Linked DNA regions of Mus musculus: regions 2, 3, 4, 5, 6 and 7 are each linked to region 1. Evidence: chromatin contacts called from public promoter capture Hi-C data. All regions are on one chromosome and are shown on one strand. The core of a region is the stretch at or near the end of the contact, and the rest is flanking DNA. Distances in the headings are between cores, read along the strand shown.

Region 1 (4,039 bases), core at 1,052-3,551:
GTTCATGTCTTCCTCTCTCTAGGAAGCATTACCATAACCTTCCTATAGAAGATGGTTAAGTCTCCCGTCTGTTCTCCACTGTCTGAACTACCTATGCAGTTAGAGAATTATAAATTGCAGAGCTGTAGATGGAAGTGATGTATCCCAGTTAAAGGGCAACTAGGACATGTGACTGGGAAGGACTGGGGCTTTTGTTGAGCATGTATCTGAGAAGCAATGCTAGGGACCAAAACAATGGTACTAGCATCCCTGACTGGGCCCCATCTTGAAGAGTCTATGACACTCAGATAAGACCATTCAATACAAAAGAGTGGGCCATTCACTCTCCTGTTCCCCCACAATATGTGTCCCAACCTGTGTTGCTCTCCAAGCTTATATACTCTCAGCTTTGCAGTTTCCCTCAAGAAAACACTCAAAGTCAGACTGGTGTACAAAAATAATATATTTCTTTTAATAATAAGGAATATCCATAATAATATTTTAAACAATACCTTGGAATCTCAAACACAAAGTTTACCCATTCATCTTTACAAAATTCATCTCTCATACATTGAAAGTGTTGAATCTGGATTCACAGAGAGGGAAAAATGGATCCACACCTTGCATTTAAGAAATTTTAGTATTCATGAAAGGGAATACCATAACATCAATAAGTTAAATAAGTTTAATATTAATTAAGGCATCACAGTCCGAGTCACACTAGTTCACTGTCACACTGGTCACTCCTACAGAAGTGCTTGAGGTGGTTGTGGAAAAGGTAGTGGATGCATTAGCTTCAGATTTACGGGTCAACTTCACATTCAAAGGTGCTGAAGACCTTAGGGCAGATGCAGTTTTAAATAAAGTTGTAGGTTCTGATCTCATTTGGTTCCGATCCAGGTTTTTAATGTATGTCTGGACCCATTCCTTCTTGGGGTCAGCACAGACCTCTCTCTTGAGCTTGGTGACAAAACTGTGGGAAGAGAAAAGACACTGTTAGATGAAGTTCAGTCTGGTATACATGGAGGGGCTGTGTAGAGCTCAGCGGGGGAGGGCAGGTAGAAAAAGGGGACTCAAAGTGACCTGCTTCTCCTGCAGGTTTTCTAAGATAAGCTTGTGGAGTAGAAAGGGCCTGAACAGCAGCCATAGAGACAATGCTGTTGAGAACTGCCTTTGCCTTCTTGGCCTTGGTTTCCCCATTGGATCTGAGTGTGTGACTGACTATAAGTATATGAGGACCATCCCTTGTTCTTAAGGAAAAACCTTTGGACCAGGGAGGGCCGGGGTATGTAACTCACACTACAGCTTCTTTGGGACACCTGCTGCTGGTGATCCTCTTGTAGCTCTCCAGCCTACTCATTGGGATCATCTTGCTGGTGAATGAGTAGCAGCAGGTGAGTGGGGCGTTAACTGCATCTGGAGAGTAAAAGAGAAGCACATTAGGACAGGAAAGATGCTTCTGACCTTAGAGAAGAGAAGGACCACGGGGAGAAGGCAGTTTCAGCAGGATGGGATATAAATGCCAATACATCAGATCTGGGATGTGATCTTTGACAACAGACTCAGTTATTTGCAGCTTAAAGTAGGCTCACAGTCTTGGGTAGAGGGATGCCATTAAAACTATGTGACTCTGGGGACTGTCATTTGGGGGAGTTAGAAGTCAAATTACTATGACCTGAGAAGATTACCTGAGTACATTACTGTAGGCTGCAAAAAAAAAAAAAAAAAAAAAAAAAAAAAAAAAATCAAATCATGAGTATCTCTGATCCCAACCACCTCCGCTAAGCTGCTATCTCTGGAAGCAGGGCTGGGTGAAACACAGCTCGGATCTTGGATCTCTTCCCCTTTCTCCTCTATCTGGAAAAAGGCACCAACCCAAGCCTCTGTTTGATCACCCAGGTTCCCAAATACTGAGGGAAGTAACTGGAACAGGAACTATATGAAGGTGTGATTCCAAATTTAGATCTAACAATTAAAATTCTAGTTGCTTTCCAGAAGCAATCTTGTAATTGGGTTGGCTCTTTGTCCTTCCTTCTTTATGCTCCTTATCTTGGTTAAAGAAAAAAAAAAAAGTACCTGACCATGTGAGACTATGCTATCACAATCCACGACAATTCAAAAATGGGGTGATATGCTGGGAAGGGAGCTGGGGGGGTCTCACCTGGCTGAGCCAACACGTGGATGCTCCAGCCGGCAACTGTGAACAGCAGGCCCAGAAGCATGACAGGGACCTGCATGGTGGTGGAGGAAGAGAGAGCTGGCTTCAGTGAGAGTTGGCTGGTGCTGGTGCTGGGCTGGCCTTCCTCCCGTCTGGCTCTCTGCACTTCTGGCTGCTCTGAGGCAGCCTTTTATTGTAAGCCAGGGGGGTGGAGTCAGGCAGGGTGCTTGGTGCCAAGGAGTAGCATCACCCTGGATAAGTGATGGAAAGTGGAAGTTGAATCCGCTGAGTAAGTGCAGAGCCCTCGGGTGTTTCCAGGAAGTGGAAGAGAGAAACTGTGGGTTGGAATTTGGTATTTTTCTAGCCACTCCTGGGAGCAAATGAAGCTGCGCAGGGAGTAGGGGGGGGGGGGGGGAAAGAGGGAAGAATTGGCAGTAATTGTACTACTGTGACCACAAGTGTGAATGGAGTGGCTCTGCTTTCACTGAAATAAAAGGAAGTGGCCAAGGAACCTAAAGTCCTTAGGAAGAAGATGCTTGGAAACACAGCCTAGCTTGCCCCTGGCTCAAGGAACCTTGCAGCTGGGAAAGGACCCCCAGTAAGTCGGCTGAGTCCTTGGTTATCAGGCCTTGTTGAATACAGCATTCTCTCCACTTGGTGGTTACCAGATATTTTGCAGCACTAAGAAGCTTTGTGACATTGATATGAACTGTCTGAGTTGTAAAAGTCCAGACCTGGAAAGCCATATACATGAGCTCATGGTGCAGAAGAAATTTCTATATAAAACTCACCTAGTGCTTACTCTGGGCCAGGAGTGGTTGGAACCCTTCACAGTGCAGTCTCTAATTTCCCCAGCTCTGGTAAGTAGATGCTGTTACTCCCCATTCTCAGATCAGGCAGCTGAGGTCCAGAAGGGTCATGTAGGTAACTGCCCTAAGAGTCCCTGGAACAGGACCCAGGTAGCTCCAGCCTGGCTATCATCACATTACCTTCAAACTAACAGACAGCTAACGGGCCATGGAGAAACATGCCTTTTGGTTAAGTCATGATGAATTAGAAGCCTGTGTGTTAGCGTTTACTACTCCTGGTAGCTCTCTGCCCTGTTTCCTTCGTGATTTCCAGGGACCATGAGTGAGCCAACTGGAATGTCTGGCTTAATTCAGCTTTCCAGGTTTAGATTTCTTCACAAACAGTGTGATCAAAGCGATAAAATCTGAAAGCCCTTAGAATTCATTTCAGCAGACTCTTGATAAAAAGAGTGGCGCTCTCACATGCGTGCCAGTGGCTGAGCGGAGTCTTCCACTCAGGTATCTTGATTTCCTCCTTCCTCTGTAGCATCCTTTTGAGTCTTTCCTGATTGGCAGAGTTGTACCCAAGATTTGTCTTTCATAGAGAGTCGTGGAGACAATGACTGTAAAGGAATGGGGGGATGCTTGGAAGAGAACAGTTCTGAAGTTAATATATTTGTGATAGGAAATAAGCTTTATCAAACAAGCTGCTGTGTTTATTCCATGGCAAGTGGTCCTTAGCAGCATTGTGATGGCTTACCAGGAGCCAGGCATAGTCAGTTGTCAAAAACCTAATTACCCATAGGTAACACAGGTGACACGGGGTGGGGGTGGGGCTGGTGCTTCCAGAATGCTTCCCTGGACCTGAGATTTGTTTTTTGGTTTTTCGAGACAGGGTTTCTCTGTATAGTCCTGGCTGTCCTGGAACTCACTTTGTAGACCAGACTGGCCTCAGAAATTTGCCTGCCTCTGCCTCCCAGGTGCTGGGATTAAAGGCGTGCGCCACCACGCCCGCTTGGACATGAGATTTAATGTCTCACAATGGATGTTAGTTTCCTAGTTTGCGGTACCTCTTGGGACCCTCCTTTTGTTCACCTATATCATGATCTTGCTA
Region 2 (4,039 bases), core at 469-2,968, 1.7 Mb after region 1:
ACACACACACACCCCAAATTTTGACCTTTAAATTATTTCAACATTTACAAATGTACATGCTAAGAGTGTCAGCTAGACAGTAGTGCCTTTAATCGCAGCACTTGGGAGCCAGAAACAAGTGGAACTCTTAAATTTCAGGCCAGGCTAGCCTACAGAGCAAGTTCCAGGACAGACTGAGACACACTGAGAAAACCTGTCTTAAAGAACAAAAACAAATAAAAGGAGTTCCATGAAGGAGAAAGGGTTAACCAAAATCAAGTGAGCCAGGACCAGTGGCACACTGCAGGCAATCTGTGGCAGGAATGACTACATCTGAACTAGATAAACTTGGTATGCAGTCTAAGATCATAAGCCCAAATAAAAATCTTTTAGCCTGGCATACCCCATGCCTTTGATTTCAACACTCCACATGCAAAGGCAGATATTTATTCTGAGTGCCAGGTCAGACAGCAAGACTAACTCAAAATATTTCTTTTCAAAAGAAAAGGCAACTTCAAACTGGGCAGTGGTGATCCATGCCTTCAATCCCAGCACTGGGGAAGCAGAGACAGGCGGAGGCCAGCCTGGTGGACAGAGCAATTTCCAGACAACCAGACCCCCAATCCCAAATAAAAAGACAGAGGGGGGGGGGAGGCAATTTCACAATTCATTAAATATACAATAGAGTTGAAACTGGGAATTCATAATCCATTATACAACTCATGACAAAGGGCACATTCAACTAAGAATCCATAAAATTTCTTCCAGTTTCATTATTAATCTATGCATTCAGGAAATGTAAATTCGCATATACTAAGAGTTCTGACCTCGCAAGACTTTTTCTGTGAGTGCATTAAATAATTCGTGACGGATTTTTAGCTACTTAACTATTTTAAAAACAAATTTGTCTTGAGACAAATAGTTTTCTTGTAATAGATTAAAAAAAATCAGTTTAGCGTAATACGTTATCCACAAAAAAAAAAAAAAAAAAAAAAGAGAGAAAATTGTTTTCCTTCTTAACAGTTTAACCAGTCCTACAAAATTGGGTAACGATAATAGAAACTCCACCCAGTTAAGCAACCGCTTCCCCAAGATTAAGGCGCCCGAAAGAGAGGCGGAAGCCGATTCTTCACCGCGAGGGGGGGGGGGCTAGTCACAGTTCAATTATCCAGGGAGTCAGGACATTTACCCCAAACTCAAGTCCCTTTGTGGGGTCTTCAACGAAACAACGGAGACAGGAGTTCTTAGGGACGACTGCACTTGGGGAACGTCTCCAGGCCCAATGATCGCGACAAACAAGCGCCTGAGTCACCGAGTTCAGCGCCACCAAACTCCGGAGCCCTCTCGCCCGAAGAACCCCATTTTACAAGAAACCACCCCAAATCCTAACCCAGCCACAGCACAAAGGCTCGGCTGGGCCCGGCCGGGCCCTACCAAACAGGCTTAACCCAAACCTATCAGACTTGTGTTCTCAAGAAGCGACACCCACGCTCGGCCTCCACGTCAACCCCACAAAGGATACCAGCACCACGGCTTGAGCTGCTTCTTCTTCTTGCGACCCATAACTGCGCCCTACAGAACAGGCAGAATAGAGGCGGAAAGAAGCTGGAAAAAACAAAAAACAAAAAACCCAAGAGACTCGCAGAGTTCTCCACACCAACCGCCACCAGCGCGTCCCGCAGGAAACAGACACAAAATGGCCGACACCCTCGTTCTATCTCCACCTCCCATCAGCCACCGCGGTGAGAGCTGTGCGGGTCACGTGACGCAGGCTTCGGCCCTGAGTGGCTGAGCGGGCGCTGCCGCCATCTTAATGGGGTTAAGTGGTGGTGGCGCTCCCGGGCTGAGGACGCTGATCCTTTAGAGCTTGGGTCATCCAGTACGTCGGCTATCCCGTATGCAAATTGAAGGGAGGAAAAGATTAGGAGTATAATTAAGGATAGATTACAAATAAATAAAGATAATTGGGACATGGTCAATTTGGGTTTTGTTTTGTTTTGTTTTTTGCTGTTGTGTGTTTTGCTTTTATTTTTTGAGATGGGTCTCTTCATAGCCCTGCTGATAGAGGAAATGACCAAGCTGGCCTCAAACTCAAAGATGCGCCTGCTTCTGCCTGCCAGCGACTGTTTGGGATTAAAGGCACACGCCCGGATTGCGACCTGGTCAATTTTTAAATCTTGTTTCAGTTGCCTTTCGGGAGTGGGGCGTATATGGTCAAGGAAGAGTTACCGTTTTTTTTTTCAGTGAACCACAGTCTAGGAAGCAGTATGGGTGAGATCAGCAGTAGCGATAAGGGAAATGTGAAGTGCTTCAGAATCGCAAAAAGGCAATCCTTAAGCGGCTTCGGAGAACATAGGAATGTTTAGAAAGATGAAAGAAGATGCAGTGGGAGAAAGCTTAAGTTATCTTATTACCTGGGTCTTGTGTCTGTTGTCCCAGCACTCAGAAGGCCAAGACAGAAAATGCTATGAGGCTAAGACTTAGAGGCTAGCCTGGAGAACAAAGCCTGATCTTGTCTTTGAATAAAAAAAAAAAAATTTTTTTTTTAAAATGCAGTGAGCCAAGCATGGATGGTGCATGCCTTTAATCCCAGCACTCAAAAGGCTGAGGCTGGTGGATCTGAATGTATAGCCAGGTTCCTGCCTACATAGAACATTCAGGGTTATGTAGAGAAACCTTGTATCGAAGTTTTAATTACTGATAAAATGCAGTGTTTGAGGATTTGAACTTAAAAGTAACAAGACAGGAAAAGTGTTGCTGGCAAAAGATAATCCTGGAAAATGTGGCAAGGAAGAGTGTAAGAGAATTGGATATTGTATATGCTGAAGTCTCTTGAAACCACAGAAAGGTTCGCAAACAAAAAATGTTGGTGGAACATGCCTGCAATCAGGGAATTCCAGGAGGCTGAGGCTGGAGTTAAAGGTCTAACCTCAGTTACATAGTGAATTAAATAATGCCTGGGATACATGAAACTTCATTTAAAAGTAAGATTGAGGGGCCTGGAGAGATGGCTCAGCTGTTAAGAGCACTGAAACTCACTCTGTAGACCAGGCTAGCCTCAAAAGCAGAAATCCGCCTGCCTCTGCCTCCCAAGTGCTAGGATTAAAGTCATGGACCACCACTGCCTGGCTTAATTACTCCTTTTTTTAACTTTTACAATTTTCTAATACTGCCGCCCAAAGTCTTAGGTTGCCTTTCAATTCTGTCTGAATTCTGTCTTCGGGACAACCTATACTGTGTTTGCACAGATCTATGAGAATCTGATGTTTCTGAGTTCATACGGTTGCTAGGACACTACCCTGTTTTCATGAGATGAACCCCATAAGTGGAATCAATAGGACTCTACAAGCTTGTGCTTTAAAAATGTAGAGTCACAGCCTTGCCTTTAATCCCAACACTGGGAGGCAGAGGCTGGCAGATCTCCAGCCTGGCCTACAGAGGGTTCCAGGACAGCTAAGGCTACACAGAGAAACCCTGTCTTATCAAACAAACAAACAATAAACAAATCAGTAAAAGAGAGAAAGAAAGAAAAAAAAAAGAAGTAAAATCAGGGAATATATCCATGAAACATTTCATGAGTTGTGTTTTTATATTTTCTCAACAAACCCAGGATATTGGGGTCATTTTTAACCTGTTAATATAGATCAGATAGTTAAGGGGCTGGATCTGTATGGGTCTGGAGCTTAGTAGGTAGAATGTTTGCCCAGCATGCACAAAGCTTTGGGTCAACCCTAGGCATTCCATGGAAGCACAGCCTATAATCCCAGAACTCAGAGAAGTAGGCTCCAAAAGGTGATGTCTGACCTCTGTGTCATTTAGTGTGTACATTCCATGCTTAGACCCTACACAATAATGTGAAATTTAAAGATTTATTATTAGTAGTTATAGGTGTATGTGTGTGTCTCTGTGCGTTGGGTGTGTATAACAGGGCCCCAAACCTTAACACAACTGCCTCCATGATGGAACTACCATTTAGGATAGCACTCAGCACTTAGACAGCACTGCCAAAATGGCCTGATTCATCAAAGTTCATAGATATGGGAAATTCTCTAAATGGACT
Region 3 (4,039 bases), core at 1,050-3,549, 1.4 Mb before region 1:
TCCTTCACTGATAGTCCTTCAAATCTATAATTAATCTGTAAAACCAAGATTTATAAGGATTTCAGTTTTCATTATCTGGCTAACAGGTGAAGGATTCACTTGTCCTTAGATTTGCAAGACCTATACTCTCTATCAGTTAACTGCCAAAATAGCTCTATGCATACCACACTGGCTTCTACATTTTTACCATGGGTCTTTCTGCCACAGCAAACATCTAAATAAGTCAATTAAATTTCTAAGTGTAGTCTGGAATGTTTAAAGGATGTAGCTTATTAATAATACTAGTTACTTACAGGGGGGGATTTATTCTGTTAAGTGTATTAATTTAACACACATTAAACAAGTCACTTATTCAAAAGTCAAGGTATTTCATATACATCACAAAACATATTAAGTTGTATATAACAGTAAGAAAAAAATCCTAACTTAAGCCTTTAAATTTAAATCTTTCATTGAAATTACTCAGTCCTATAAAAATGTCATTGTCTTATATAAATAATTACAATAAAAAACCAACAGTGTGGACCAAATGTAGCAAGCTTGCAATGCCACTCAGGAAGCTGTTAAAAGATGATGAGTTCAAAGCCAGCCTAGGACACACTGGAAGATCCTGTCCCAAACAATCCCTGAGCACTGCTTACACTGAATCTTGGTAATTCCTACATGAAGAGAGCTATTTAATTTTCTAAGTCACGGTTAACCTACATATACCCTTCCTAAGGATGCACTTGTACATCCTTTTCTGGACCTTTACCTGGAAAAAATATGCCAATTTCTCCTCTGGAACTAATAATCCCTTGTTTGAACAAAAAGCAGAATTTAAAAAGAGCTAACTTCACTTCAGCCTAGCTTTTTCCACCATACAGGTACCCTACCCAAAAAGATGAGATTTCTAGCTCCTCAGTATCATTGCTAATCTGAGGGAAGACCATCATTCTCTGTCCCGTCTTTCTCGCTCCTTTTGAATCTTCTCCAATTGCAGATTTGATCATACACATCCCTCCAGGTGGACTGGGAAAACCTTTAGAAAAGGATTGCCAATTAATTAATAAAAGGGCAAATCTTCCAAGCATAGTGGTGCACACCTTTAGTGCCAGCGGTTAGGTGGATCTGTGAGTTTGGGGCCAGCCTGGACTCCATATCGAGTTCCAGTTGAGCCAAGGATACCTCATGAGATCCTTTCTCTCATAAGTAGGTGAAAAACTACCAAAGTCATTATGTCATCTCAGCCATATGGCTTTAGGCAATGTTTTCCTCAGAAGTAAAGAACTCTCGTTCTGGGTCTGTCTTTGCCACCTGTAAGTGTAGCCCAAAGAAAGGACCTTATGTGGTCAACTGGAACTGTTAGAATTCAGAGGACTTTTAAGTTCTGGTTTAACAGGACCCAGACTGCCTGTCCGGAGGGGGGAAAGCCTCACTTCCACACAGCAGTGGCCTCTATAAATACTAATTTGAGGAAGACGCTGTCCTTGGTCTCTAAAGTCTTAAGGGAAATGCCACGAAGACCTAAAAGTGCTCGTCAGTAACTGGCAAGGCTTAATTCTAAGTTCAGGAGATTAACAAGTGGAGGAGGGAGTACAAAGGTGAAGCCCAATAAACAAACACCGCCCCGCAACCCCAATGGTTACAGCAGAGGGAATGACCGTAGCGCGACTTCGGGTAAGGCAAAGTGCTTCGAAAAGGGCTCCCAGAGCGTAAGACTCCCACCTGATGAATGGGTGAGTCAGGAAGGCCCAGCTCCACTTCTCGGATGGGGAAACAGAGGAACGAGGTGGCGAGACGACCGGCCGGAGGCCTCGCTGAGAGATCTGAGTCGGCGCGGAGGACCCGAAGCCCCCAGTCCTCAGGCTGATGCTCAGATCTCGGCTCCCCCCGCCCTTACGATGGCGTAGACGGGCCTCCGCCCCCCCCCCAACTCACACACACCCTCCCCGGGGAGCTGCTCATCTCCCCAGGTTCCAAGGGCAGGATCAAAAGAGCTCCGGGGCGCTCCCGCCGTGATTTGTAGCCAGGGAGCGTTGGGAGCGTGCGTGCCTCCGGTCCAACATGGCGGCGACGCGGCCGCCCCCCTCCCTCCCCCCACCCCAGCCTCCCTCAGGCCGGAGTCTTTCCCTCGCGGCCCTCCGGTGGGCGGGAAGACGGCCAGAACCCACCGGACCCCTTCTCGCCGCTGCCGCTGCTCGCTGACGGAGTCACCTACCCGACATGACTAACAGCCGCGGCGCGGAGCCCCGCCACGGCCCGCGGAGAACAAGGAAAACGAAAAGCCAGGCGGCGCGGCTGCTGGAGCTGCTCTGAGGGCGGCGCGGCGGGCTGAGGCCGACTGCGGGCCCTCGGCAGCCAATCAGCGCGCGGCAGGCGATACCACTGCGCCGAAGCCGGAGGGGTGATTCCACGCCACTCCGTTCCGCCGAGCCTTAGAGTCCTCCCGGATCTCCCCTCCGCGACCGTACCATTATTGAGAGGGAATTGAGAGAGGAAAGTACCAATGCCCTCCTGGGGCTAGGGGAGGAAAGCGAGCCAGCTCGCTCCGCCCCATTCACAACCCCAGTTCTAGTTTTACCGGGTCTGGTAGACTTTGAAGCTATGAAGCGAAAGACGAGGCTCCCCTTTTATAAATAAGAACTTAATGCCTGGGAAAGTCGATTCTTCCTTTAAAATCGGGAATGGTGTGGTCGGCCTCGCTCGGGCTCTTGCTGCAGAACTTGAACCACTTGGGGGCGTCCCGAGTCTGGGCAGCGAGCGGAACGAAAGTCGTGACAAGCTCCATACCTGATCGCCTCCGGGGCTGTTATAACCACCTTGTCCAATAAAAAAATCGAAGTGAGACCAGAACAAAAATGTGACTTCAGTCTAAGTCACGCGCATAACTGGCTCCGGGAATAAGGAGACACGGGAATGGATCTTTCTTAGTCCTCTGTAACAGCTAACTCTTAAATTGTCAGCGCCTTACATCATCTCATTTAATTCGCACAACAGACTGATGAAATAGTTTCCCCCAGTTGCGGATACAGCCGGATAGCCTGAGGCTAACCAAGGGCAAAGGTGGAATTTTGAAGCCTGGTAACCAGACCCTGTTGCTAAGGGGTTTTACCGGAAAGCCGTAGAGTAAGCTCAGTTGGGAAAAGGGCTTGGAAAACTCGAGAATCTGCAAGGACATTTCCCCGAGTGAGTGACACCTGAACGAAGACCTGGGTGATGAGTTATTCAAGTTGAATTGGGCAAAAGATCTGTCCAGACTTGGTGTAGAACAAGTAATTTGATATGTTTGAAGTGTAGCCTCCAGGGGAGAAAAGTTGAACTTGCCAGAAAAGTAGGAGGGTATATAGCTGAGGCCTCTTAGTTTGAACTTTGTCCTGAAGGTGGTGGATCCACCCACTAGAGAACTTCAAAAGGTGGAGATTAGATATGTATTTTCCAGCTGTAGAATGAAGAATAGGTTGGAGTTGCGAGGTGCCTAAAAGTGGGAGAGAGAAGCGAGACTAAGAATTTTGCTCAGTGATCCAAGCCTGGCCTAACATGCTTGAGTCCCTGGGCTCAATTCCCAGCACTGATAATTTTTAAAACCAATTGAGGTAGCATGGCCCAGTACTAGAAAGTGGAATCAGGAGGACCTCTGAATTTGAGGCCAAACTGGTATACATAGTGAGTTCCAGGACACACAGGACTGCAGAGGGCCTTTTTTATTTTTGTCTTAAAACAAAATATTTTAAGCAGGAAGATCACTTGAGTGGCTTAATAATAATGCTAGTGAGAGAGATCGCAGTGCACTGGACTCATAAAGTAACTGCAGAGGGAAGTGCAGAAGTCACAGACACTTAGGAGGCCATGAAAGCCTATGCAAGAAATGGCCAGATAGAGGTGTCCTGCACTGTGACAGGGACCAAGCGGAAAAGACTAGAATGGAGCAAAGAAAGGGTAAGTTCAGAATTGATACCTTCAGGTCAGAAAAGAGCATGAGGTCCTTTCTCCTCATTGTATCTGTATAGACAGAGGATTTTAGGAACCTTTAGACAGGACCAAAAGGCAAGGCTAAAGA
Region 4 (4,039 bases), core at 738-3,237, 1.3 Mb before region 1:
GAAAGTGTACAGTGAACAAGCAAAGCTCTACATCATAATTTTTTTCCTACCAGAAACTCCTAATTTCAGTCAAAAACTCTTGAGAGTCAGTACAGGGGAATGCCAGAGCCAAGAAGTGGGAGTAGGTGGGCAGGGGAGTCGGAGGGCAGGGTATGGGGGACTTTTGGGATAGCATTGGAAATGTAAATGAAGAAAATACCTAATTTAAAAAAATAGCTTGAAGGAAACCTAAAAAAAAAAAAAAAAAAAAAAAAAAAACTTCTTGAGAGGTTAGGGTCTTCTAAAGCTCTATACCACTTAATAGCAGAATTAGGAAGGTCTGAATACCAGGTTTCTATTTTTCCATCTCTAACTTCTCAACATCCACCCTTTACTAATAATAGGTGAAACTACAGGCACTGGAGAGATAGCTCAGTGGTTCAGAGCACTGGCTGCTCTTGCATAGGGTCAATAACTGATTTAAAGCTCATCTGTTTCACAACACTGTGATTCAGTGGGTCTTCTGCCTCTGTTTTCCCTGGATTCCAGCACATATATATGCTGACTTTAAACCTATAAAAGTGTAATTCAGTCACTAAAGCATCCACTTTCTCCCCATGGTCCAGGAAATAATATACAAACTACTGTGGTATTCAAGGGATTTCAAAACAATGAATGAGGCCTTAGGTCAATTCCCAGAAAGACCATCACCACAACCAAACAACCTCCAAAACAACAAAAATCAAGCCAGGGGCAGTGGTGGTTACACCTGTAATCCTACTGCTTTGGGAGGCTGGGGCAGAAGAATCCTGAGTTTGAGGCCATGGTGGGCTAGCTATACAGACTCTGTCTTTAAAACAAAATAAAGGGGCTGGAGAGATGGCTCAGTGGTTAAGAGCACTGACTGCTCTTCCAGGGGTTCTGAGTTCAATTCCTAGCAACCACATGGTGGCTCACAACCATCTGTAATGGGCCTCCTCTAGCATGTCTGAAGACAGCGACAGTGTACCCATATACATGAAATAAATAAATCTTTTAAAAACAACAAAATAAAAACCCCAAAATAACCCATTTACCCCTTAACTAGTTAATAACATAATCCTAACGAATCTTACAGACTACCCAACCTAGACTATTAAAGTTCTCAAATCTACTATTAGAGCTTGTGTTCCCCTGCCCCAGAGAAACCCTTCCTGCTGTCAGCTCTGCCTCTCCATACTGCTGCCACTTTACACAGGAAACCTTATCTCGATTAATCCCAAAGGAAGGCTCTGCCCTTTGAATTACAGAAGCAAAGTTTGTGAAACCGATTCCGCTTAAAGATCCAGACAGACATGGTGGTACCTGATTCCAAGTTCCTGCCATGCCAGCAGGTACCTAGTTCTCTGCCTCACAGCACTCATCTCATGGCAACTGGTGTGCCAACTATGCGCCAGTTCACGAGTTTTCCCCCATCTCTCCCACCAGCCCCATCTCACTGAGTTCCTAAAGAACTGGGGAAGCGTGTTAACAGCCTGGAACAAAAGGGTTCAATTAAGTGACCTTGGTAAGCCTAATCCCATGGCTTTTAATTAGAAATGCATGAGCACAATTTATAACGCCATCTTACCTCCAAATGTCACACGGATAAGGACCATACCTCGGGCATCTTCAAGCACTCATTCCCCCATCCTCTAATTCATGGCGCTCTGCACAGATTCCTTTGCTGACCAGAGAGGACTTACACACAGGTTCTCAAAGCAAAAAAAAAAAAAAAAAAAAAAAAAAAAAAAAAAAGATAAAAGTCCAAACCCGCCAACTTCGGGAGCCTGAAGCCATCCTTGGTAGGGAAAGAGGACTGAGGACGGAGTCGGGGCTTCAATCGGCTCCCAACCTGGATTCTTCATTCCGCAGTCTTGGACAGGGACAATCTGGGCTGCAGAGGATGACCCGATGAGCGCTAGGACACTGCGTCCGGGGCACACTGGCTTCCCGCGTCCTCTCCCCTCCGCCTCTTCGGGCCTGCATCCCACAGCCCCGCGCGCGTCAGTAAGCCAATCCCACGGCAGCCAGAGCTTCACGTGACAACTATAAGGCGGTGCCTGCATGAAGAGCAGCCAATCGAAAGGTGAAGTGAAAGCAAGGGGTGGAGCTGACCTAAAGGTGGAGGCTGCTTCCCCGGGCTTTCTAGGCGTCTGGGTCTGTGTCTCGCGACTTAGGCCTGTGGTTTTTGCTCAGAAAGCGACGCTGGTTTTCTTCTTACACAATTCTCTACTCACGGGACTCCGGGCGACTGTTAGGCGTAGTGATTTTACCATTGCTTCGATGGAGAATGGGGAGAAGAGAGAGACTCCTATCTTGAACACTTTTTAAAAAAAAAACAGATTTTAAAAATGATCTATTTGTGATTATACATGTGTGTTTTGCCTGCATTCGTGTCTGTGCACTATGCCAACACAGAGCCCGCAGAGATCAGAAACAGGTATCAGATCTTCTGGAACTGGAGTTACAGATGGTTGTGAGCTGCCATGTGAGTGCTGGTAATCAAACCCTGGTATTGGGCATTCTAAATAATTAAAGATGCCCTGAGAAAAGTGCAGCTAAATATCAAATTGCCAAGGCCAGCACGGACGATCTCCTGGGAGAAGAGACATTTCATTTAGGTCCTGAAGAGCCTTAAGATCTCCTGATTCCCCCCTGGCGTGGTGATGCACGCCTTTAAACCCAGTACTTAGGAGGAGGCAGAAGCATATCTTAGTTTGAGACCACCTTGATCTAATAGGGAGCTCCAGGATAGTCAGAAGTATAGAGAGACAGAAAGATCAAGAAAATTATTAAACTCAAGATGAGTTAGCTGAAAAATCTAGTTTTCCAAATGTTGGCAAAGCTAAAAATCATTGTTGGGGTGCTTCTCAAAATTCCGTGAACTCTAGAAACAAGCAAAGACCTGTTAATCGTCCGTCGTCCAGTGTAAAAAAGTAATAGTAAAAACTCCAAATTGATTGTGACCCATAACTGACCCAATAGAATACTTCAAGCACTCCAGGAACAATTCTGAGTCACTGCAAAGTTTAAGGACTCCTGTGTTAGTGATAGGAGATTAGGAAGACAGGCTGAGACTTTGCTAAGAGCACAAACCAGTTGGATGCAAACTTGAAGAGTAGAGGGAGACTGAATATTTCAGAGGCCAAGTAATGAAGTGATCAGAGTAATATTTAAGGAAACAGTGTACACGCATGTTCAGAGTGAGACAGTGTAAACACTCCGAAACTGATTTCAAGAGCTAAGAAGAGTTAAGTGATAATGACAGTGGAAATGGAGAGGTGACAAACAAGGATTGTGATGATCAATAGGGGATTGGCAAAGGGTCTCAAAGAAATAAAAGGGAGCATAGGAAGTAACAAAGTGTTGCCTATACTAGACCATCTGTCTTAGTCAGGGTTTCTATTCCCGCACAAACATCATGACCAAGAAGCAGTTGGGGAGAAAAGAGTTTATTCAGCTTACACTTCCATACTGCTGTTCACCACCAAGGGAAGTCAGGACTGGAACTCAAGCAGGTCAGAAAGCAGGAGCTGATGCAGAAGCCATGGAGGGATGTTCTTTACTGGCTTACTTCCCCTGGGTTACTCAGCCTGCTCCCTTATAGAACCCAAGACTGCCAGCCCAGAGATGGTCCCACCCACAAGGGGCCTTTCCCCCTTGATCACTAATTGAGAAAATACCTCACAGCTGGACCTCATGGAGGCATTTCCCCAACTGAAACTCTTTTCTATGTGATAACCCCAACCTGTGTCAAGTTGACACGTAAAACCAGCCAGTACACCATCCAAATATGGTTTAAGATCATCCTTAACCCTCATAGTTGAAAGACAGAGAAGAGAGTGTTCTTTTGTGTGTGCTATTTTCTCTGCCTGAGTTATCCTTCCTCTTTCTGTCTCCATTCTCAGTTTGACTCTAGCTCAGACATCATGTCATTTAGGATTCTCATCAGGGCAGCACATACATAGCTAGCTTTCTGGAGTGGCTCCTGGGTACATTGGTCCTGCACACGCATGTATACACACACACACACACACAC
Region 5 (4,039 bases), core at 814-3,313, 1.3 Mb after region 1:
CTTCCTAGGGCACAGACTTTGAGACCTACTTCTTTCCCTTTACAAACTCAGTTCTGCCTACATGGAGATACACTGATCAGAAGAGTGTAGGAATGCAGAACCAGTTTATATAAGCGTCTTCTTAGCCACCAGTCTGCTCTCACAAATGACACAGGCATAGGACAGTCCTATCTTGGAAGTATCTATCCCAGAGTTCTTTCTCTACAAACAATCACCATGAAATCCAAGAATCCTCCTCAGAAAGAAAGCTACACACAGGAGCCAAACTGCAGGCCAACCTGCTGTGCCGTGCCAAGGATCAGGGTGGCTTTCTGAAGGCAGAGGTGCTGCAGGAAAGCGATCAGGGTGCTGTCCCCTCTCTTGGCAAGTGTGGCTTGTTGGCAGCTAAAACATGCCAAGGTCCTTCAGCCTAGTTTACTCATCTCAAATTCAGCCACAGAGCTGAAGTCCAGCCAGGGCTTGGATGCTCTTGATTTCCTAATAGATTCTGCACAGAACATGGTCCTAACAGACACAGGCCCAAATATGTGCAGGTACTAGACAATGCCCCTTACAATGTATATCCATCAGGAAAATATAGTCTATATTTGGAAAAAAAGTTTTTTAAAAAAAAATTTATTTATTTATTTTATGTATGTGAGTACACTGTAGCTGTACAGATGGTTGTGAACCTTCATGTGGTTGTTGGGAATTGAATTTTTAGGACTTCTGCTCGCTCCAGTCAACACTGCTCACTCTGGTAGGCCTCACTTGCTCAGTCCCTGCTCTCTCCAGCCCAAAGATTCATTCATTATTATTCATAAGTACACTATAGCTGATTTCAGATGCACCAGAAGAGGGTGTCAGATCTCATTATGGGTGGTTGTGAGCCACCACGTTGTTGCTGGGATTTGAACTCAGGACCTTGGGAAGAGTAGTCAGTGCTCTTACCCGCTGAGCCATCTCACCAGCCCCTGAAAGAAAAGTTTAAAAAAAAAATATTTATTCACCTTTATTTTATGTGACTGTGTGAGTCCCTGCATGTATATATGTTCCTGCCTGGTACCCTCAGAGGTATGAAGAGGGTGTCTCATCTCCTTGAACTGGAGTTACAGGCAAAGCTATTGTTGTGGATGCTGGGAAATTAACTCTGGTCCTCTGTAAGAACAGCAAGTGCTTTTAGCCACTGAGCCATCTCTCCAGCAACACCCCTCCCCCCAACAAAAACCATTTTAAGAACACCCAGTGTGTCTTGAAATTGGAGATCATAACTCATTACAATCTATGGAACTAATTTCATGGATTTCTTATTTATAATACAAACTACTACTATAAGCTTCTTGGAATGTGTAGAGAGTGGAGGTGGGGGATATAAAAAAAAAGTTTAGGACATGGTCCTCTATGCTAGAAGCTGCAATCATCCCGAGGAGATGATTCATACATTTTTTAAAAAATTACTAGTATAAGGTACTAGTCTGATGACATGCTCACATGAGTGGAAAAAAATGGACCACTGGAAATGAAGAGTAAGCCATGTGGCTGAATGCTGGGGTTCGTAAATCAGATGACCTCCACGAAGTCGCAGCTCCTCCACTTCCTAGCAGTGTGACAAGTTACTTAAGTTTGCTAAAGCACTTAGAACAGCTCTAAACATTTCGGTGACCTGGAAGTATTCTCTACCATTGCCATAACTATTCAGCCACCATTTCAAGGATGGATGGCACATGAGCACAGAAGAATGTGAGGGAATCATAATGGATAATTCGCGCCAAAGCCGCTCAAGTTATAAGTTTGTAAATTTGTAAGTTTGTTGGCATCTACTAGGCAGGGGTTGAAGAAGGCAACAAGGCCTATTCTACCCAGAGTCAGGTCCACACGGCTCCCCGCCACGCTAGATGCCCGTGCCTGTCTTTAGGGGGCGCTGCCGCTTAGCCGCCGCGGCTGGCCCAGAGCGCGTCCCCGCCCCACGCGTGCGCGCCGCCCAGGTGAGGAGGCGGCTGGGCCGGGGTTGGGCGGGCTCATCGGCGGGGCGGAGCCCGAGCGGCCGGGGCGGGGCGGGGCGGGGCCCAGCGGGACCCAGGCTAGAGGCGGGACCAGCCGCCGCCGTCTCCGTCTCGCCACCACGGCCCCCACACAACCCGCAGCCACCGCGGGAGGAGCGGAAGCCGCCGGCCTCGCCCGTTCAGAGCCGCGCCGGCTGGAGCTCTGAGGAGTGGCGGCCGTCTCTCTCGCTCTCTCTCTCTCTCCGGCCCGACCCCGCCCAAAGGTGCCGAGCACCCCCGCCCCAACCCGAGCGCTCCCACCTGAGCCGGCGCCATGGCGGAGCAGGAGAGCCTTGAGTTCGGCAAGGCGGACTTCGTGCTGATGGACACCGTCTCCATGCCCGAGTTCATGGCCAACCTTAGGCTCAGGTGAGCGCGTCTCGACAGCCATGCCGGGGTTTCCCGAGAGGGGGCGCTGCTGAGGATTCGGGGTGACCGGGGCGAGCAGCTCCCGCGAGTGAGTGCGGCGGGGTGACAGGGGGTCCGCGGCGCTGGGTGGTCACGCCTCCCAGAGAGAGGACTCTTCCTTGGTGCGGCCTTGGGACTCCAGGGTGTGATGAGGTCTAGGACTGCACTTTAGGGGTCTGGGGTCGTCCCTGTGTGGTGTCTTGATTAGGGGCATGCTGGGCTTGAGGTCGCTTAGGGGTGCACCAGCCCGCCCTGAGCCAGGTAAATGATGTGGGCGGGACCGGGTGACTTAATGGAACAAAAGTAAGGGAAAAGAAAAACTTAGGAGCGGCGTGATGGCCCTGGCAGCCCCAGGAAAACTGGAAGGTTGTTTTAAAAGAGCCTGGCATCTATCTCCTGCTTTCACGCTCGATTTTCTTTTCTCGTTTCTTTCCTTCCTCTTCTTCTTCTTCTTTTTTTTTTCTCTTTTCTTTCTTTCTGGCGTGGTTCCATCCTACCATTCAGGATGCTATGGAGTGAACCCTAAGCTGTCTGTTCCGGGACACGGGCTATTTTTTAGTTACTCATTCGACGTAATTAGACCCGTTTCCAGACATCGAAGAGACTGCTGTACTTGCCAGTGCCAAGATAAACTGTCTGAATTTGACAAGGCGTCCATGGTTTCAGTTTTTTCAAGGAGTTATGTATGGATGGAGCCTTTGTGTTACTGACATCTTTGAGAATTTAGTTACAACACAATGCCCCAAAATGGGCTTCCAAGAGGAACTTATTTTAGAAAGTCTTCTATACGTAATTATTTCATTTTCAAACAGTAATATGTAATCTGAGTATTAAAGTGTTTTGACTTTAAAAAAAAACTGAAACGGAGTTTCAGCTTGAAGCGTGTGCTTACTTGTTTATTTGTTTGTTTGTGTTTTCCCGGAAGCTTTGCTCTGTCTGTTACTTGTAAACTTTATAGCCAAATATCACTTTTTAAACTTAAACCTGAAAATCATAATTAGGTTTGGATATTTACCTCAATTTTACTGTCAACTACAATTCTGTAATTTTTAAAAAAACCTGTTTTAATTTTTAAATTAACAAAACAAATAATTTCATATGTTCTGTTCTGCAATATGGCTAGGGTGAACTTGAACTTTTGCTCCACCTACCTTTACTTCCTGCTGGGAGTACAGGTATGCACTGCTGCACTTGATTTCTGTAGTGCTAGGCATCAAACCCAGGGCTTGGCGCATTAGGCAATCACGCTATCAACTAACAAACAGGGCTGCATCATCAGCCCTCATCTGTTCTGCGTCAGGCTTCCTTGTGTCTGGAGCAGGAACACTGGCCTGCAAACTACACATGCCTGCCATAAACTGGCCTTGTCTGTGGCCCTCCGTTTCCAGGAGTTTTCAGTGCTTGTATTCTAGGACTCCCCGGGTTTCCTAGGGTAGTGCTCTCAAGATACACAGAGTATTCCTAAATAGAATGTTGCGGAGTTATATGTAGTCCCCCAGTGTCCCCAGAAAGTCTATCCCAAGAGTCCCCGTGAATTCTAGAATCTGAGGATACTCACCTATCATCCCACCTACTTCTCAGGGTGTGTGTGCGTGTGTGTGATGCCGGGA
Region 6 (4,039 bases), core at 1,091-3,590, 1.2 Mb before region 1:
AAAAGCATCTTAGCCTAACTTTACTACAACCGACATTTCCACATTCTTTCTAAGAGTGCCGGACATTACCAGCAATCTACAGCTCTATGTCCTTTCTGAGGGTGGTGGTTGAATCAGTAATCTGCTCCAGCTGCAACACTTGAAAAAGAGCAATCACTATTCTTGATACCAATGATACTGTCCAGTGAGGGGCTGGCAGCCTTTTTGGAGTTTTCATGCAACTCACGGACCAAGAGGGATGTGGTGATCTTGAAGACGGTGAGCAGAGCAAAACTCCACAACAGCAAGAAGTCCTCAGGACAGTCGGGGTTCTGCCTCTTGATGTGGTTGTGCTAACCGGTGGGACAAATTCCATGAGTTCTAAGGCTATTTGGTTTTCCTCCTGCATGGAACCAAACATTTGGGTATATATTTTCATTCATCTATCACAGAGGTTCTATTATCCTCCCTGTTCAACCCGAGAATCACAAGAGTCAGTTCCACAAGTTTTGAGTCAAAATTGAAGCAAGCAAATGGATAAAGTGCCTAGTTATCATATCAAACCAGACATGAGCTGCTAGTTTCTCCATGCATCCCTCAGTCCCTGCCAGTTCCAGGGCGTTCCTGGAAGGCATGTTCTGCTCCTACCCTGAACTCTCCAGCTCAGTGTTGGGCCACCTTTCCCCAACTGCACTTCCAATTCAACCATTTTGGTTACCAGACCCATCTCTCTCTCCTTTGGGCTTCCTGGCTGTTGTATTTTATAAAAAGAAAGAGAAGAAGGCAGGGATATGTTTGGTGGAGGCATAGTAAGGTGTTGGGGAAAGGGTCCCTTTGCTGGCTCATGCTGAGGCATCCCTTCCCCCTGAGGTACCAGCCACGGGATGGTATAATATAGAATAGAATGTAGGGCATAGGGATGTGAGTTGAGGGAGTAGAGACAGAGAAAGGCAGAGATAGTAGTGGCTGGCCATGAGCACGTGGAGAGTAGGGAGGGGAATGAGGAGAGGGAGGAAGTGAGTAAGGGAGCAAGGGCAAGAGGAGAAGAGCAGAGAGCAAAAGTGAGGAGGGGGCAAGCAGTCCCTTTTATAGTGAGTCAGGTATACCTGGCTGTTGCCAGAAACTGTGGGCAGAGCCTAGACAAAATGCCAACCCGGGCTGCTGCACCTGGTACCTCTCTTTCCTCCCTCCCTCTCCTCCATCTCCTAAAAAAGCTAGGGACATGTTCATTCTGGACGCTCCAAGAAGATTCTGCCCCGTGGCTCTGCCTCCCTTTCAATCCACAAACTTTCTCTTCCACTATACCTGGGACCAGTCCTCTTCCTTTCTTTTTATTTCTTTTTCTCATACACATGGCGCCGAAAACCAGGACCAGTCATGTTTTCTTTCTTTCTTTCTCTTTTTCATTCAGCCAAGATGAAGGATTTTGCCCAGAACCACTCCGGGTCCCCAGAAAATGGCGGCAGAGGTAGTTTGCAGAGTCATCTAAAGGCGTATACCCATAAAGCCATTTGGCTTTCCCATCAGGTCCAATTAGAAGCAAACACATATCTTTACGTACTTCCTGCTTTTGTACCCAACCCTCCCCCTTAATTCAGGCAGGGGCATGCATGTTTCCTCACTTACCAACTGGGGGCAGGCTCCTAGAAGAAACTTCCATGCCGATGTTTCAATGTTTCGTTTTGGTAACACAAACTAACAGGCAGCCACGAAAACTCTTGACCAAACTCAATGCAGTAAAGAGTGCATTTTATACAGGGCTTTTAATATGAAGTTTCCTCCCCCCCCCCCCCATCTAATATATAGGCTAACTTATAATTGGATTTTTAAAACCTTCAGGTTGGATTTTAAAGTTAGCCTGGATGCGGAGGAAGGAAGGGCCAGCCAGGCGATACAGAGGGACTCATGTGAGCCTTGTGGCAGAAACTAAAACCACATGCTGGTCTCCTTGTCCTTTCTTGACAGCCTTCAGGGAGGGTGACAGGAGCGGTTGCAGGAAGGATGTGATAAATCTCACATACATTCAAAACATTTCTCAGGCCTCATGGTTATTTTCTGTGTTTCCTTCTCTTGCTCTCCATGATCTGAGGATATTGTTCCTTCCGCACTGGTCAGTTTCTTCTAAAGAGGCCCCCCGTGTGATTTCAGTTATATAGCAGGACTTTCTGACCCAGAAGCAGTACAAATGATGACACAGAGGCTATCGGGTATTTTAAAGCTTAAGCCTATAGCTGGGCAGATTTCCAACCAACTTTCTAGTTCATCCCGATTTGTCCTGGCATTACCTTCCATGTGTGGCCAGCTCTGCGTCTCTGCTCCTGTTCAGGTCCATCTTTCATCTCCGAGGCCCCAGGCGACTTTGGCGCCTTTGCTTTCTTTTTCCAGAGTCCCTCCCCAGGAAGTTCTGCCCTCCACTCTCTGCCCAGCTATTGGCTGTCAGCTCTTTATTACAGCCAATAAGCAAGTAAAGAAGGTCTAATATTTACAAAATATAGGACCTCTGATAGGCCACAGAAATAATACTAAGAGGCAGGCAGATTTCTGAGTTCGAGGCCAGCCTGGTCTACAAAGTGAGTGCCAGTGACAGCCAGGGCTACACAGAGAAACCCTGTCTCGAAAAAAACAAAAAAACATAACAAAACAAAAAAACAAAAACAAAAAAACCCCGACAACAACAAAAAAAGAAATAATACCAAGATCCGGCTCGCACTCAGCTGTCTGGCTAGTGCTTAGTTTGCTGATGGTTTATCCCTCAACATTGAGTATATAGAGAGCCACCTTCACATAATGCACCCCTAACTCAACTACAAGGATTTTGCTTTTACCTTTGGTGCCAGATCGTTAGTCCTGGTTTTACTCAGTGCTGGCCAGTGGATGAAATCAAGAGTCATGACCTTTTGTCTTCTCTCTCCTGAGAAGATTCCATACAGCAAGCCTGTAAGCTCCTCTCAGTAGTCTTGGTCCGTATTTAATATTTCATAAATGTTTGCTTTAAATTTGGCCTGAAGTGGTTGCGTTCATTTTTTTTTTTCCCAGCAAAACCCAGTATAAACATAAACCCTGCAGATGCACTCAGGCGATGCTGGGAGGCAGAAATCAGAGTGGCCAAGGACCTGGCACAGTCATCAGTGTTCCAATGTCTAGTTGCACAGCTAAAGTGAGAATTCCCCAGGATGCCTGGTACTCCAGGGATTATGCAAGGATGCCTCTGAAACAGACTCCTGTCCATTACATTCTCCTTGTCAGACTGATGGAACCTCTATGAGACACTAGTCATTTGTTACAGTTGTCTTTGATGTCATGTATATTTTGGTCTCTTAAGTCAATATCTGATCCATCTTTGTGTGTTAAGACTTGGAAGGCTATGAAACTAGATGACACAAGAGGGACTGATGGACCTCTGAAGGAAAGAAGTCCAATCGTTACATGTCATTGTCCTCTCTTATGTATCTATCCTATGTTTGTATGTTCTGACTCAGGGCTGTAAGGCACAGCTGCACCCAGGGCTCCAGGTGGTGCCTAGCTCCACCTTCAGCTGCTTCTTGGGAGCAGGAAAACTGCATTGATAAAAACTTCACATCTCAGAACACTGAGTATGCATAAGGGGATGGGGTTGGATGAAGGATTCACAAGTAAATCCCCGGGCTCAATGGAGAGCTTTGTAAAACCTGGGGTCCCACATGGAAGCCAGGCACTGCCAAACTGCCTTGTCCCTCTTCTGCATCAGGCCAGAACCAGCTCCTGTCCAAGCTATGGATGAGTCTGATTTCTACCCTGTATGTTTAGATGTGGATCTTATGTGTATGAATGTACATGACCATTGCATGCTAGTTTCTGCCTGGTCACGAATTCAAGAATAAATGTTATTTCTTATTCCTTCTGCCAGTTACTTGTGCTCAGAATTCACCTCTGGTTTTCCTGAACACTGGATTTAATATAATAGAAATTCAAATGTTGTTTAAATATGGGTAATATTCAAATTGTTCTATAATGTTCTTCGTTATTGCTGGCTCTGAAAGTGGGTTATAGCTCACCTTTTTCAGACCCAGGCATGATTTTA
Region 7 (4,039 bases), core at 942-3,441, 1.2 Mb after region 1:
GTAAGGACAGACAAGGGCACAGCTGATAGGAGCTCTGCTTCTAGAATTCTACCTTTGGACAGCTCCCTGGACCGCCCCTTCTCCATCCATCCACAGGAAAGCTGGGTTAGCCAGTCCCTTGAATGCCGAGGGCTCTAACAGAGTGTGGTGCTTAATTTTCCCTCTGCAGCGAGAACATTCTTGTTCTGGATATATTTTTTGAGGCGCTCAATTACGAGACAATTGAACAGAAGAAGGCGTATGAAGTTGCTGCCTTACTTGGTGAGTTGTAATGTCTGCCACATAAATTTCCACATCTCTTAGGAGGGGTGAGGGTGGAGAGGTGGGCGGGAGGCAGGCAGGCAGACATGGTAAGCCTGCCAAGGAGGCAAACTTTTTAATGTACTAGCTATTCTTTTATGGTTGCTGTGGTAAAGGCTATAGGTCCAGTTCACCCTTTAGCTCAGGTTTTCGCCTCCTCTGTGTGGTGAGGAATGAACATAAAGGTCTCTCAGGGCCTCTCCAGGCCTGCCCTCTTGGATTCCATAGTCTCTGCGTCTAGGTTGGAGTTAGCCTCCCAGGGCCTGTGTGCTAGCAGGAGCATTGAAGAAGGGGATGCTTAACTTGGGTGGTTCCCAGGCATCCAAACTCTCAGGGACCCTGATGGAGCCGAGACAGCAATGCACTGAGAAGCTAATTATTGTCCCCTGGACCCAGAGCCCTTTCTCAAACAGGAAGAGATGATCACCCCAGGTGGACACCAACCTGACTGCTACTCTTACACAACTCACATTGGCTGCCCTGGTCCTGATGGGAAATAACGTACACAAGGAATTGAGTTCAACAGTACCCTACCCTACCCATTTGGACACTCCCATTCTGTTCAAGGGCCCAGCCCCTGAACCTGTGCCCCCTCCTACCCACTCTAAAGAAAGGACACAGTGCAAACTAAGTGATAGTAGCATCCTGGAAGGGGCAGGCTCCACCTGGAAGTATAGAAGGAAGATCAGGTTTTTAGCTACCCTTCTGGGGGGTAGCTGTGAAGATTCCGACAAGGGGCTCCCCCTTGCTGAACCTCAGGTTTCTGTAAAGCAGGCTTCCTATCGCCTACCCTGTCGGTCTGACTTTTCGTGAAGGAAACAACTTAAAGAGGGGAAGAGCTTGTTCGGGCTCATGATTTCAGGGTTTTTAGTCCAGGGTTCTAGGAATAATGTGATTGATAGAACAGCCAGAACATGTCAGCCAGAAGACAGGGGGCAGAAGAGGAGGGAAGGATGGAGGGAGAGAGGGAGGGAGGGAGGGAGGGAGGGAGGGAGGGAGGGAGGGAGGGAGGGAGGGAGGGAAAGAAGGAGGAAATATGCCTGTGCCAGCAGACTCTCCTTTTTCCTTTTTTCTTTTTCCGTTTTTCTTTTCCCTGTCTACTCCACCCAGGCCCACAACCCATTGAACGGTGACTCCCATATTTAGAGTTGTTAATCATCTTAGAAATGTCCTTTAAAACCCACCCACAGGTATGCCTTACCAATCTCACAGATGCTTCTCAATCTAGCCGAGTTGACAATGGAGATCACCCATCACACTCAGGTCACTGTGGTAGTTAACTCAGATAAAGTCCATCAATATCAGCTTGTGGCACCTGGGTAGTCACCATGCCAGAACCCCAGTCACATCTGGTATGACCAGGGCCATGTGAACATTTCTATATTCCATCAAGAAAGGTAGGGACAAAACTTTGTAAAGTGCCAGCTGTGTGGAGATAGCTGTCACTTAGGCTCCTAGGTAATGTGGTTCAAGACCCTGAGCAACATAGCATAAGCCACGCCCCTCACTCACCCCTGGAGGTCTGTCATTTCCCCTTTCCTTCCTGGCACCGCACCACCACGCACCACCCTTGCTCACTCATGTTGGATCTCCACCCCTCTTTCTCTCTCTCCCTCTTCTTCCCCCCTCCCTCCCTGTCCTACACACACACACACACACACACACAGAGAGAGAGAGAGAGAGAGAGAGAGAGAGAGAGAGCACAAAAGGGTCCAGGCTTTGAATCTGTCATGTCTGCATCTGATATCAGGATGAGCTTATTCCCAGCATCTTGTTCCTGCCCAGAATAGCCTGTGAGGAATTGGTGCCGCCATCTGTGCCTCCTGTGAGGGAAGTATGTGCCACATACAAACCTTCAGCCATCAGGCCTGGCTCTGCCTTTTCTCACCACTGCCCCATATGCATGCCACCCAGCACCTCCATGTCAATGCCCACACTATACACACTGAAACTGAAACCAACCTACAGGTCCATGTGCCCATGATGCTCCAGAGCCAACACACACACACGCACACGCACAGGCACACACACACAGCTGCACGCCCCGCGTCCCACTGCACAGCTTCAGAGGCACATCCATGCACACAGCAACCCTAGGCAGGCACACTTCATGCCTATATGCCCACATACTCATTATATTACATACACCTTCATAGCACACACAGGAACACACCCACACCTACACAATTCTCACACATGCTGTACACACTCAGGCACACTCCAGCCACATCTATCACACACATACCCACTGTGTACCTAGAAAGAGGTATGCACTCATATAAAGTGATGATCAGACATGCTGCCTCCCCACATTCTGTACCTTGTCTATGCTAACTGCAATCCAGATGTGCTGCACACCAGTGCAAATGGCACCTCTCACACCTGATGTGCTCCTACAGACATATGCACTACTCGGTAAGCTTGCATTAGAGCAAAGGGGATGGACAGGAACAAAAGGAGGCCATCGTGAACCTAGGTAGGTAGGGTCATCACATACAGCGGAACAAATAAGCAGGATTATTACACACTGCTGAATAAGGAGGTAGGGTTCTTATATACAGCTGAACAAGGAGTCAGGCTCCACTGATCTCAGTAGGAGCAGTCTTCAGGTTGTAAACATCTGGGGGAGATGTCAATAGTGAACATTTTCTACACACACTATCTACATTCACACACAGACCTGAAGCAGGCTTTGCCATCCTCACCCAAAGAAGGTTTTGCCTCTCCCATGCGGGATCAGCATTGGGGTCCTCAGCGTGACAGTGCCTGTGTCAATGATTCACATCCACTCAGGACTTCGTTCACTCCCATGCAGGCTCGTGGACCTCATCCGTGAGTGGCCAGCTCCAACCCTGCTGGCTAGTGACTTACTCGGCTCTCATTGTCAATGGAAGTGAAGGTGGGCCTGGCAAAGGGCTGGCCCTCCCACAGCCAGGCTCAGGCTAACCTTAGAGGGGGCACACTCAAGAGCTCTGGCTTCTGAGTTCATCGTCTCTTTACCCGTTCCTGGATCTTGTGTAAAACCCAATCTCTGGTCTCTCCTCTTCCTCTGCAGGTGACATTGGTGGTCAAATGGGATTGTTCATTGGTGCTAGTATCCTTACAATACTAGAGCTCTTTGATTACATTTACGAGGTAAGATTTGGGGTTACCCTCAGGGGAAACGACAAGGTGGAGGAATACCCAGACACAGAACCAAGCCTGGCTAAGGCAATAGCTTCATTCCATCCACACAAAGACACTTCTCCTAAGCATGGGGCAGGAATCTTAAGGAGAAGTGGATATGAAAGAAATGGTCACCCTCCTCCTCCTCTCTTTGGACTTGTCCTACATCACAGAGAGGGAGTGGAGTGATGAGAAGAGGTCAGGCTGTGCAGACAACAGCCCTGAGTCCCTTCCACAGAGGGACCAGGGCAGGGTTTCATATCCTTGGTGAGTCCACATCTATATACAACATATCATACCCAACATATTATATGCACATGCATCACACACATATCATACTCAAGCATACATGTATCACATGCATTCCTACAACACTCACACATGTGTGCACTCACACACACACACACACACACACACATTCAGACCATATTCACAGATTTGCATACCACACACAGCACACTCAGGAGTACACACCACTCACAAGTCTGCCCTCTGAGATGCCTGTCTTCTACGAACTGTCTTCCAGAGCCTAGCCAGCCCACAAGAGGAGGCATCCCCCAGGAAAACCCATCAG

Evidence for each region. Promoter capture Hi-C pulls out the DNA fragments that hold promoters and counts their contacts.
Region 2: a contact with region 1 is called in a promoter capture Hi-C map of the 3T3-L1 cell line, with 7 times the contacts expected there. The contact joins the promoter of Zfp207 here to the promoter of Ccl2 in region 1. A contact is called at or near these places in 2 of 39 promoter capture datasets (both in the 3T3-L1 cell line).
Region 3: a promoter capture Hi-C map of liver shows a contact between it and region 1, with 2.1 times the contacts expected there. The contact joins the promoter of Taf15 here to the promoter of Ccl2 in region 1. A contact is called at or near these places in 4 of 39 promoter capture datasets (the 3T3-L1 cell line, hippocampal neurons and liver).
Region 4: a contact with region 1 is called in a promoter capture Hi-C map of hippocampal neurons, with 3 times the contacts expected there. The contact joins the promoter of AA465934 here to the promoter of Ccl2 in region 1. A contact is called at or near these places in 6 of 39 promoter capture datasets (the 3T3-L1 cell line, 3T3-L1-derived adipocytes, hippocampal neurons and 2 more) and 1 of 115 datasets of contacts at active chromatin or transcription factors (the NIH/3T3 cell line).
Region 5: a contact with region 1 is called in a promoter capture Hi-C map of hippocampal neurons, with 3 times the contacts expected there. The contact joins the promoter of Myo1d here to the promoter of Ccl2 in region 1. A contact is called at or near these places in 10 of 39 promoter capture datasets (the 3T3-L1 cell line, 3T3-L1-derived adipocytes, embryonic stem cells and 5 more).
Region 6: a promoter capture Hi-C map of hippocampal neurons shows a contact between it and region 1, with 5 times the contacts expected there. The contact joins the promoter of AI662270 here to the promoter of Ccl2 in region 1. A contact is called at or near these places in 5 of 39 promoter capture datasets (cranial neural crest, hippocampal neurons, liver and 2 more).
Region 7: a promoter capture Hi-C map of hippocampal neurons shows a contact between it and region 1, with 2.4 times the contacts expected there. The contact joins the enhancer-like site here to the promoter of Ccl2 in region 1. A contact is called at or near these places in 8 of 39 promoter capture datasets (the 3T3-L1 cell line, embryonic stem cells, frontonasal cranial neural crest and 4 more).

What each region holds. Positions count from the first base shown.
Region 1 is chr11:82,033,839-82,037,877 of GRCm38.p6, reverse strand. It overlaps Ccl2 (chemokine (C-C motif) ligand 2), which reads right to left and starts at 2,301. Exons shown (of 3, transcript NM_011333.3): 1 at 2,141-2,301; 2 at 1,278-1,395; 3 at 426-952. The coding sequence starts at 2,216. The coding sequence ends at 700.
Region 2 is chr11:80,380,958-80,384,996 of GRCm38.p6, reverse strand. Zfp207 (zinc finger protein 207) reads right to left here and starts at 1,718. Exons shown (of 12, transcript NM_001130169.1): 1 at 1,502-1,718. The coding sequence starts at 1,542.
Region 3 is chr11:83,471,368-83,475,406 of GRCm38.p6, reverse strand. Taf15 (TATA-box binding protein associated factor 15) reads right to left here and starts at 2,299. Exons shown (of 16, transcript NM_027427.3): 1 at 2,201-2,299. The coding sequence starts at 2,207.
Region 4 is chr11:83,289,647-83,293,685 of GRCm38.p6, reverse strand. It overlaps AA465934 (expressed sequence AA465934), which reads right to left and starts at 1,987. Exons shown (of 3, transcript NR_028363.2): 1 at 1,853-1,987; 2 at 1,589-1,712. It overlaps AI450353 (expressed sequence AI450353), which reads right to left and starts at 256. Exons shown (of 1, transcript NR_028364.2): 1 at 1-256.
Region 5 is chr11:80,778,049-80,782,087 of GRCm38.p6, reverse strand. Myo1d (myosin ID) reads left to right here and starts at 2,063. Exons shown (of 22, transcript NM_177390.3): 1 at 2,063-2,390. The coding sequence starts at 2,296.
Region 6 is chr11:83,221,877-83,225,915 of GRCm38.p6, reverse strand. It overlaps AI662270 (expressed sequence AI662270), which reads right to left and starts at 2,340. Exons shown (of 4, transcript NR_015519.1): 1 at 2,265-2,340; 2 at 1,606-1,706; 3 at 1,285-1,464; 4 at 1-382.
Region 7 is chr11:80,882,818-80,886,856 of GRCm38.p6, reverse strand. Asic2 (acid-sensing (proton-gated) ion channel 2) reads left to right here. Exons shown (of 10, transcript NM_007384.3): 7 at 170-261; 8 at 3,356-3,435. Among named protein-coding and RNA genes, the nearest start is that of Gm51909, 13 kb to the left of the region's middle. Within about 2 kb of position 2,191, at least 9 of the 459 cell types and tissues checked have an H3K27ac peak or open chromatin away from gene starts, as enhancers often do. A contact at or near this core is called in hippocampal neurons, where this site is marked.